Linked DNA regions of Ovis aries: region 1 is linked to region 2. A link is a contact called in public Hi-C data. All regions are on one chromosome and are shown on one strand. The core of a region is the stretch at or near the end of the contact, and the rest is flanking DNA. Distances in the headings are between cores, read along the strand shown. Region 1 has its middle 71 kb from the start of TEX48. Region 2 overlaps TNFSF8 (TNF superfamily member 8).

Evidence for each region. Hi-C and Micro-C count contacts between places; a contact is called where the count stands out from the background.
Region 1: a contact with region 2 is called in a Hi-C map of tail adipose tissue, with 6 times the contacts expected there. The contact joins two enhancer-like sites. A contact is called at or near these places in 7 of 16 Hi-C or Micro-C datasets (hypothalamus, liver, mixed tissues and 3 more).

What each region holds. Positions count from the first base shown.
Region 1 is chr2:9,056,404-9,060,896 of ARS-UI_Ramb_v3.0, forward strand. No RefSeq gene overlaps it. Among named protein-coding and RNA genes, the nearest start is that of TEX48, 71 kb to the right of the region's middle. Within about 2 kb of position 1,343, at least 4 of the 54 cell types and tissues checked have an H3K27ac peak or open chromatin away from gene starts, as enhancers often do.
Region 2 is chr2:8,877,918-8,882,646 of ARS-UI_Ramb_v3.0, forward strand. It overlaps TNFSF8 (TNF superfamily member 8), which reads left to right. Exons shown (of 4, transcript XM_004003977.6): 3 at 3,492-3,563. Among named protein-coding and RNA genes, the nearest start is that of TNFSF8, 24 kb to the left of the region's middle. Within about 2 kb of position 1,619, at least 6 of the 54 cell types and tissues checked have an H3K27ac peak or open chromatin away from gene starts, as enhancers often do.

The sequences.
Region 1 (4,493 bases), core at 93-2,592, 180 kb after region 2:
TCCCGCAGGACCAGTTGAGATAAGGTATATGCCCTGCACATAGAAGCAGCTCAGTCAGTGGTAATCCCCGCAGTGGGACCCAGCCCCAAACACCATAAGCGCCAAGCAGTGGTGGCAGTTGGTTTTTTCCTAGAAAAGCCCCCACAGTGGGACTGGTCAGGATTCTGGCTTCATACATTTCAGATTCCTGTTCTCAGCGCTCCTGGAGAGTCTGAGAGTTTCCTAAAACCCTTTCAAAAATTCCTTTGCTACTTAAATGAGCCCGAGTAGATTCTGCCATCTACAACTTAGAACCAGGACCACGAGAGCTCCTGTTGGCTGCTAGTTTTAGTCTAAATCTCCAAAGTGAAAAGAGAAAGTGAGAGCCGCTCAGTTGTGTCCGACTCTTCGTGACCCCGTGGACTATAGAGTCCATGAAATCTTCTAGGTCAGAACACTGGAGTGGGTAGCCTTTCCCTTCTCCAGGGGATCTTCCCAACCCAGGGATCAAACCCGGGTCTCCCTCATTGCAGGCAGATCCTTTACCAGCTGAGCCGCCAGGGAAGCCCAAAATCTCCAAAGGAGAGCTTTATTGAAAAGAAGCTCTGGTCTACATGCTGTTCAGCTCCTATCCCAATTCTATCGAATACAGATTCAAACTCTGCCCTAGTCAATACCTGTGTAAATTGTCCTTTCATAAACCCGTTAGAAACAGAGGCAGTCTGTTGAAGCCCAGTGAAAGATGACCAAAGGAATGAGTGGGGAGGAGGAGATGAGGTCCGAGGCCACCACTGGAAATCCAAGTAGCCTGAGACCCATCGTTTCACTACTGTGAGCCTGGGTTCCCCAGCCTGCGAAATGGGAGGACAGCATCTGGCACAGGGAACTGATGTGAGATCAAAAGAGCAGTAGATATGAAGATCCCTTGTCTAACTGTAGCTCTAAGGAACAACTTAAATAGTGTCCTTTCCCATCTCTCTCCCACAAAAGGCAGGCACTGGATCTTCGCGATCAGGTCTCTCAGACTGGGGGAGGGGGAGGCGGGGGTGGGAGGAGGGGCTGCAGGGCCAAAACATGGGTCATATCGCCCTCTGGTGGATTTAAATGGAAAGGATATGGTTTTCAAATGGGCGACAAAGCTACAAAAACAGAACTCACCGAATCCTAAAATTCCAGAAGTGAAAGGGATCTTTGAGACCACTGAATCTAACATGCCCATTTAAATATGGGACAATAATAAAATTCCGAGAGGAAAAATTCCTTTCCTGAGGTCTTACCAAGAACAAAGCTCAGAGCCAGGGCCAGGCCCCAGCCCCTAATGCACATTCAAAGCGAGAACATTCTCTCTGACAGAAACACAGAAACCCTGAGTGGTCAGGGTCCGCATGACCTTGAACTCTCGGCACAGCTCAACGATGTTGTCAGCAAGTAGCACTTTAGTTGAACTCTGCCCAAGATTGGGTAATTTCCCCACCCAGTTTTATTGTCCAAAAGTTGTCACTTCTTTTTAAAACCTACCATGTCAATGTTTTGATTTCAGTACAAACAGACCAAGCTATAGCTATGGCAACTTCTTAGAAACTTAGAAAATATTCTCAAGCATGACTGGGTAATTCTAAGAGAAAAGAACAACAGAATGTCTAACTTCTCCAGGAACTACAGAAACCTTTTTTTTTTCCAGACCAATCTCTCCCATAGGTGGTTATCTATGAAGATTGAACAGTCCAAAGAAATTAAACACAAATTACCTTCACCTTAACACAACTGCCAGCCTAAGTCTGACTCATATAAGTCCCCACATTCTTCAGTTCAGTTCAGTTCAGTCACTCAGTCGTGTCCGACTCTTTGGGTCCCCATGAACCGCAGCACACCAGGCCTCCCTGTGCGTCACCAACTACCGGAGTTCACTCAAACCCATGTCCATCAAGTGGATGATACCATCCAGCCATCTCATCCTCTGTCATCCCTTCTCCTCCTGCCCTCAATCTTTCCCAGCATCAGGGTCTTTTCCAGTCAGCTCTTCCCATCTGGTGGCCAAAGTATTGGACTTTCAGCTTCAGCATCAGTCCTTCCCATGAACACCCAGGACTGATCTCCTTTAGGATGGACTGGGTGGATCTCCTTGCAGTCCAAGGGACTCTCAAGAGTCTTCTCCAACATCACAGTTCAAAAGCATCAATTCTTCAGCACTCAGCTTTCTTTATAGTCCAACTCTTACATCCATACATGACCACTGGAAAAACCACAGTCAAGCCTTGACTAGACGGACCTTTGTTGACAAAGTAATGTCTCTGCTTTTTAATATGCTGTCTAGGTTGGTCATAACTTTCCTTCCAAGAAGTAAGCGTCTTTTAATTTCATGGCTGCAATCACCATCTGCAGTGATTTTGGAGCCCAGAAAAATAAAGTCAGCCACTGTTTCCACTGTTTCCCCATCCATTTGCCATGTAATGATGGGACCGGATGCCATGATCTTAGTTTTCTGAAAGCTGAGTCCTAAAGCCAACTTTTTCACTCTTCTCTTTCACTTTCATCAAGAGGCCCTTTAGTTCTTCTTCACTTTCTGCCTTAACGTTGGTGTCATCTGCATTTCTGACGTTATTGATATTTCTCCCAGTGTTCTAATGGTGCCCAATTAGCCATCTTAATAAATGCTAAAAATATGCAGGCCGTGTTGGATCTTTGCCATGGAGAAGCATTCCATTGAAGGCAATTCTTAGAAGTCTCTCTCTCTCTTTGTTTTTTTAACCTCTAAATCCCTTTGGGATCTGAAGACTTTGTTGAAGACAGGGCTCAAATAAGCCCCCAGAGCTCTGTTCCCAGAGAGAGCAAGTGGGTCTTTGAATGACTCACCCACCCCTACCCCCAGCAGTCTCATGGGTAGCAAGGGAGCTTGGCCAGCAAGTCCTGTCAGTCTTTCAGGGTTAGGGAGAGAATCTAGTGGACTTCATCCCAGATCACACATTTTAATCCCCCACAATGCAATAGCCTGGGTATTCCTACCATGCCTAGACAGGGTCCTGAAGTTTAATCTGATTCAATCTTCTATTTTTACTCAGCAATAGCAATATCTGGTATTGAGTGTTTACAGTAATGCTGTTCTAAGAGGTTTACACGGCTTAACCCAGCTCCCACTAAAACTCTATACAGAAGGTGCTATTGATTATCCCCATTTTAGAGAAAGAAAAACTGTGACTCACAGAAGTTAACTCATCTGAGATCAAACAGCTAATAAGTGAGAGTCAGAATTTGAAGCCAAATTCAAATTCACTTGATTTCATAGCCCATTCTTTTAAATCCAGCCCCACTTGGAAGATAATCTTTACCATCTCTTAGCTAACTCATAGCAGGGAGTGGACCTCAATCCAAAATTGAAGGTGAGAATCACAAAAGCTCTGTGTGAGTTTGAGCCCAGTCCTCCCAAAGGCGCTTCTAAACTGAATTTTCCAGCTCCTTTCCAGCATTTTCATCCTCACTCTGCTTCCTTCCAGCAACACAGGTGTGTACCTGTGATCACAGTCAGATAGAAAGTGATACCATGTTGTGAGCACACTTAGTGTCTCCTCTTTCTGAAGGCAGTATGATATTTTTAGGAAAAATGGAGGTTTTGCAGTCAGACAGACCAGGATTTGAGACCCAACTCTGCCATCTCTACTACCTGCTTGTCCTTGGATATTTACAGGAATCCCCCCGTATCCATGGGGGGATGCCTGACACCACAGACAGAAACCTGTTTTCTGCTCAGGTCTTCCACCCACAAATTCAATGCCTTTTCAATCTTAACTAAGCACTCACCACACACTCTGGCTCTAACCCTTTGCAGTCTGAGGTGCAACAACAAAACTAGCACAAGTTTCTTTTTCCTTCCTCACAGTATCAGAGATGGGAGGCTCTTTCCTTCCATGGATCTTAGCAGTGTCAGCATATGATTTCTTTTTTCCTTACTAAGCAAGGAACTTTCTCCTTTCACCTGTATGTAGTACTTCATCGCTTCTCTTTGGCAGATCCAAATGGCTGGCATTACTCCTCTTACACTTTGGGGCCATTATTAAGTAATATAAGGGTTCCTTGAAATAAGCATTATGACATCGTTGACAGTCAATCTGATAACCAAGAGGGCTACTAAGTGACTAATGGGTGGGAATGGAAAAGGTTGGACAAAAAGATGAATCACCGTCTGGGTGGATTTACCTCCTAGGTAGGTCAGGGCTGACAGCTCGAGTTTTTATCACATTACAGTTTAAAACTTATGAATTGTTTACTTTTGGAATTTTCCATTTAACATTCTTGGATCATGGTTGATCCATGGGTAACTGAAACGTCTGAAAGCAAAACTACAGATAAAGTGGGGACTACCGTATTCCCTCTAAGTCTCATTCTTCTCATCTTGGAAAACATGAATAATAATATCAACACTATACTGCTGATTTGAGAATTAGTTCAAACCTATCTATAGTACCTAGCAGTGTCTGGCAGGTATATAGTAAGCATAGAAGACACAGTAGCAATTAGCA
Region 2 (4,729 bases), core at 369-2,868:
TATAGGATTCCTGTCTCATAACCAAAAATGATTACATCATGGGCTCACAGGGTGATAAGGAGACTCAAAGCCACATGGCTGATGACCCATGGAATATTCATCTAGGACTGGACAAGAGCCACATGACTCTCACACCAACCCAACACATCTCTGAACAGCACTAACTGGTCCAGTATTTGAGCTGCCAGAACTGTGACTTGCAATGTGTGTTGTATGTCCTTAATGAAAGTCTTCCCACTGCGTCATCCGGGAAACGGGGACAAGAGCAGTATTCGCCGTCAGCTGAGTGCATCATCTCCTTAAACTTCCAGGAGCTATGCTGTTTGGGCCCACAGAGCCAGCCCCTATCAGCCCTGGCCCTCCTAACAGCCTTGAAAGTCACTAGGCACCAGCAGCGTGCCTTCTCCAGGCTCCTCTCCACGTTCAGCAGTTCCATTCCACCGAGAGCTCCTCTGGAGCCCTGCTTCCCCAGTCCCTTCCCTTAGCCAACTCAGTGATGTCATTCTTCAAGAGAGTTGCCTCTGTTTTCCTTTCTTTTCGAAACATCTAACAGATTCTTTAAGAAAAACTGAGATACAGCATGGCATTTGACTTCAGGAAATGCAAAAGCTTCAAAATAAGTTTTTTTTTTTTTCCATCCTTGGGTTTCTCAGAATTACAGCTGAGGTCAACCCAACAACATACAAAGACCAAAGGGGAAAGGAAAAAAAAAGAAAAAGAACCTACATGTGTGAGAGGCGAGTCCAGGCTTGTACTTCTACATCCCCCTGTTACGAGAAGCTCATCTGACAGTTGCCACGAGTGACAGGTGTGAGGGGGTCCTTGGCCGAGGAGGAGAGCTGTTCATGGTGTGACGTGCTGGCCTGAGCCAAGGGCTTGAACCTTAACCTCCCATGGAATCTAACCTGACCTGCAGAACCAAGGACAGAATGAGGCCAGGTGTCATCCAGCCCGGAAGGGGAGACCAGGCCAAGCATCCACATTCCCTTCCTCAAGCCCTGAGAGCTGAGCTGACATCCACAGAGGGAAGGAGCAGAGACAGACTACATGATTCAGCTCGACAAACATTTACAGAGTATCTTCTGGGCTGGCAGTGGGGATATGGAAACATATCTGCCCAGTCACTGCCCTGAGGATTCATGGTCCAATGGAGAAGGCAAATAAATGGAAAGAGAGGTCAGAGAAGGGTTCCCAGAGGAGATAGCTGCCAGGCAGTGCTTTAAACAAGGCACAACTTGCCAGTGAAGAGGGGGATTCCAGATGAAATGGAAAACCAGCATGGTGTAACTAGGGGCATCCCAAGGGCCCAACCTCTAGTAGAATGGTCAAAAATCCACTCAGGCATAAGAGTCAGACAGCCTCAGCTTGAATTGCCCCTCTACCACTGACTAGCTTTGAAAATGTGACAAGCCACGTAACTTTTTAAAGACTCAATTTCCTTATATACAAGAGGGAAGTTTCTAGAGCACCTTTCTTGTGGGATGATGGTGAGACTGAAATAAAATAATGCATGTAACAGGCTTAGCTGAGTAAAAAGAAAATAGCCATTAGTCACTATGTACTAGCTAGCATTATTATTCCCAGCACCACCACTGCTACTGCTGGAACAAGTACAAGAGGCAACAGCGGGAAGAGGGAAGGCGAGCGGGGAGACTGCAGAGTTCATTAGGGATTAGAACACAATGGAACACAAATGCCATGGGGAGGAGCTTGGTCCCGATCCCGAAGTCACAGTGGGTCAGAAAGCGGTTCCGAGCAAAGAGACACAGCCAGACATGTCTCTCTGCAATTCTCTGGACCTGATGTTCCATGCCCCAAAAAGAGAAGGCTGGGCCTTCTACTTATAGCCACAGCACATTTAAGAATGAACCCCTCTGTTCCCTGGTGGTCTAGTGGTTAGAATTCGGGCTTTCACTACCTTGGCCCAGGTTCAATCCCTTGTCAGGAAACTGAAATTCCACAAGCCCTGTGGGGCATGGCTCAAAAAAAAAAAAAAAAAAAAAAAAAGGAGCAGTCCTCATTGCCTCCTTGCTATGACTGTACACACCCCAAGAGTGTGGGCTGCAGGCAGGACAAGATTCCCTAGCTGGAGGATGAGTGAGAGATGAAATCAAAAGAACGAAAGAACAAGGGCAGCTGGCCCTCCAGCCCTCCTCACCCAAGAGACCTGTGGACCAGAGCCTCTTCATGCCTCCAGGGGAGATAAGAGTGAAGAGAGAGCCCTGCTTCTGCTGGGGGTGCCTCTAGCAGTGAGCATGTTCAGACAGCAGGGGGAACTCTTCACTTAACTTTCTACCACTGCAAGCCCCCACTGTAAGGAATGCCAGGAGGGATTTTCCCAGGCCAGGACAGAGGGCGATGGGGAAGACTGTGAGTCCAACAGATGCTACTCTAAAATCCCCGTGAGCAAGCCGGCTAGGATGTGGTCACCTCGACTGAATGGCCGCCTAGTCTCTGACAGATGGAATCATTGGTCGTCTTTGTCATCTCTGGTGACACCATCAAAAAGATGTCAATGTCAGATCCTAGATCTGCCAGTTCTGTAGATTAGGGAAACCAAGACTCAATGAGAAGGAAAAAATGCCCAGAATAAGCTGAATTCATGAGTCGTTGCAGGAAATGTATGGTTTGGTTCTGTGCATACAAAATAATGACTATACTAAGAAATGAAGCTGCCATCACCAGTGAATGCATTTAAAATATTCTGATTTCTTAAATTCCACAATGACATAAACCTTGTCTTTTCTCCCAGCCAAGGAAGCTCCATATAGCAGGCTCCCTGCTTAGGTCTCTATGATCTTATATCCTTTTAAAATTGAATGCTAGGATGTGTTTACCTCCTGTCTGGCAAAATGGCCTTGAGGAGGAAGCCTGGTCTCTGAAATCAGATAGACATGGGAGTGGATATCAGGGTTTCCTCCAACTTGCAGTGACCTTGTATTGCTGATCATGTCTGGACATCAGGGTGAGCCTTGCAGAGCTATTCTGAGCATTCAGTCAGCTGGAATACACAGACATGCACCCTTAAAGGAAGGATGGCGATAATTCCTAGCAGCCTCAGTGTGCTGTCCACACTGCCTGGCTGAGTGACATAGGACAGCGCACTGAATTTGCCTAGTGCCCATGCTCCTTTCCATCTCTCAAAGGGGCTTAGCCAGCCCTCTCTCACAGAGCTGTTGCAGAGATCCAGTGAGGTGGAGTACATGAAGCGACAAGAATGGCACCAGGTACATACAGGAACTCAGGCCCTGTTGGTTTCCTTCCTCCAACTTCCACAATCTTTTGTAAAAGTCCATGTGGAAGCAATCAAGTTTAAAGAAAAAAAACTCCTAAGGTACTTGATGGCAAAATGAGAAATAAACAGGTTTTCCTTTTATCCCCCAAATGGAAACAGAATAGTAACTGTCTCCATCAAAGGGTCATGGGAAAAGATCTGGTGTCTCCAGTTACCAGAGCAGAGACAGGCATTTAACATGTGGTCTTACTTTTAGGGAATTGCTCAGAGGACATCTCATGTATCCTGAAAAGAGCTCCATTCAAGAAATCATGGGCCTACCTCCAAGGTCAGTAACCAACACCAGGAACCCCAACCATATGAGGGTCACTCCTATGGCCAGAGGTCACAAGCAGAGGCTCACGGGCAAATGTGACCTGCATGTGTATTTTGTTTAACCTGTGTGATAATTTTTATAATTTGAATTTAAATGGCTTGGGGGAGAGGGGAGAGCATTACTCTCAAAAGCGGCAAGATTCCTGCTTCCTAAGCCTCATCCACTCCTTGAAGTTTGCCTCCCTGGCCTGTGGGGGAATCGGTGCTCCACCCCCACCCCTCTTCATTCACCTACTGGCTGCAGGCCAAGGGTACTGTCCTTTCCCTCGTACGTGGGAAGCAGGCTCTTAATCTCTGCCTCTATCAAGTCATTCACAAGAGAGTCACAAAACTTCCTGGTGTCCAGACTGATAGCTTGATGACCATGTTGGCACAGGCCCCATTTGCGTATTGCAGCATGCTTCAGGTAAGAGGTCCCTTAGAGACGAAATAATAAGAGGCATTTATGCTAGGAAAGATGAGGTACAGAGGAGATGGCCAAGATTCTCTGCAATAGCCATCCTGCTCATTTTCAAAATTCAATTTTGCAGTTAGATTAGTTCTCATTCTTCAGTTGAATTGCAATGAGGTTTAAAGGGAAGCAATTAAAATGAACACACCAGCTTCCCAATTCTGAAAGACACCTGGACCCATCAGGGCTGATTTTAACTTGTCAGTGAAAAGACTCAGACTTGGCTTCTGACACCAACATGTCTGTTTAGAGGGCCTGCTAATTCTCTGCTCCTCTATAAATCCCAGCTGGGAGGAATCCCTTAATGTGAACTTATTCTATACAATGATGTCTGGCTGCCCTTTTAAAGAGAGGAAGACATTTAAAACTTCAGAAAATGAATAGTTAAGGGGCACATCTGAATGTGAAAGAACAGACTGAGGTTCTCCTAGACTTCTTGATGCCTGAATTGCTTACTAACTGAACCAAACTGAATGCTTTTTCTCTGATATTTTGTGCAGTGCTTACCCAATAGCAGTCCCCTGTTGATCAAATGTTCATTGATTGATTGAATATATGTCCATGATAGCCCAAAACTTATAAGGAATACAGTCCAGGAACTTATAGTCTGAAAAGGGAACAGTAGAACTTATAATAATAATAACAGGATGATAAAATGATTAAGTGGA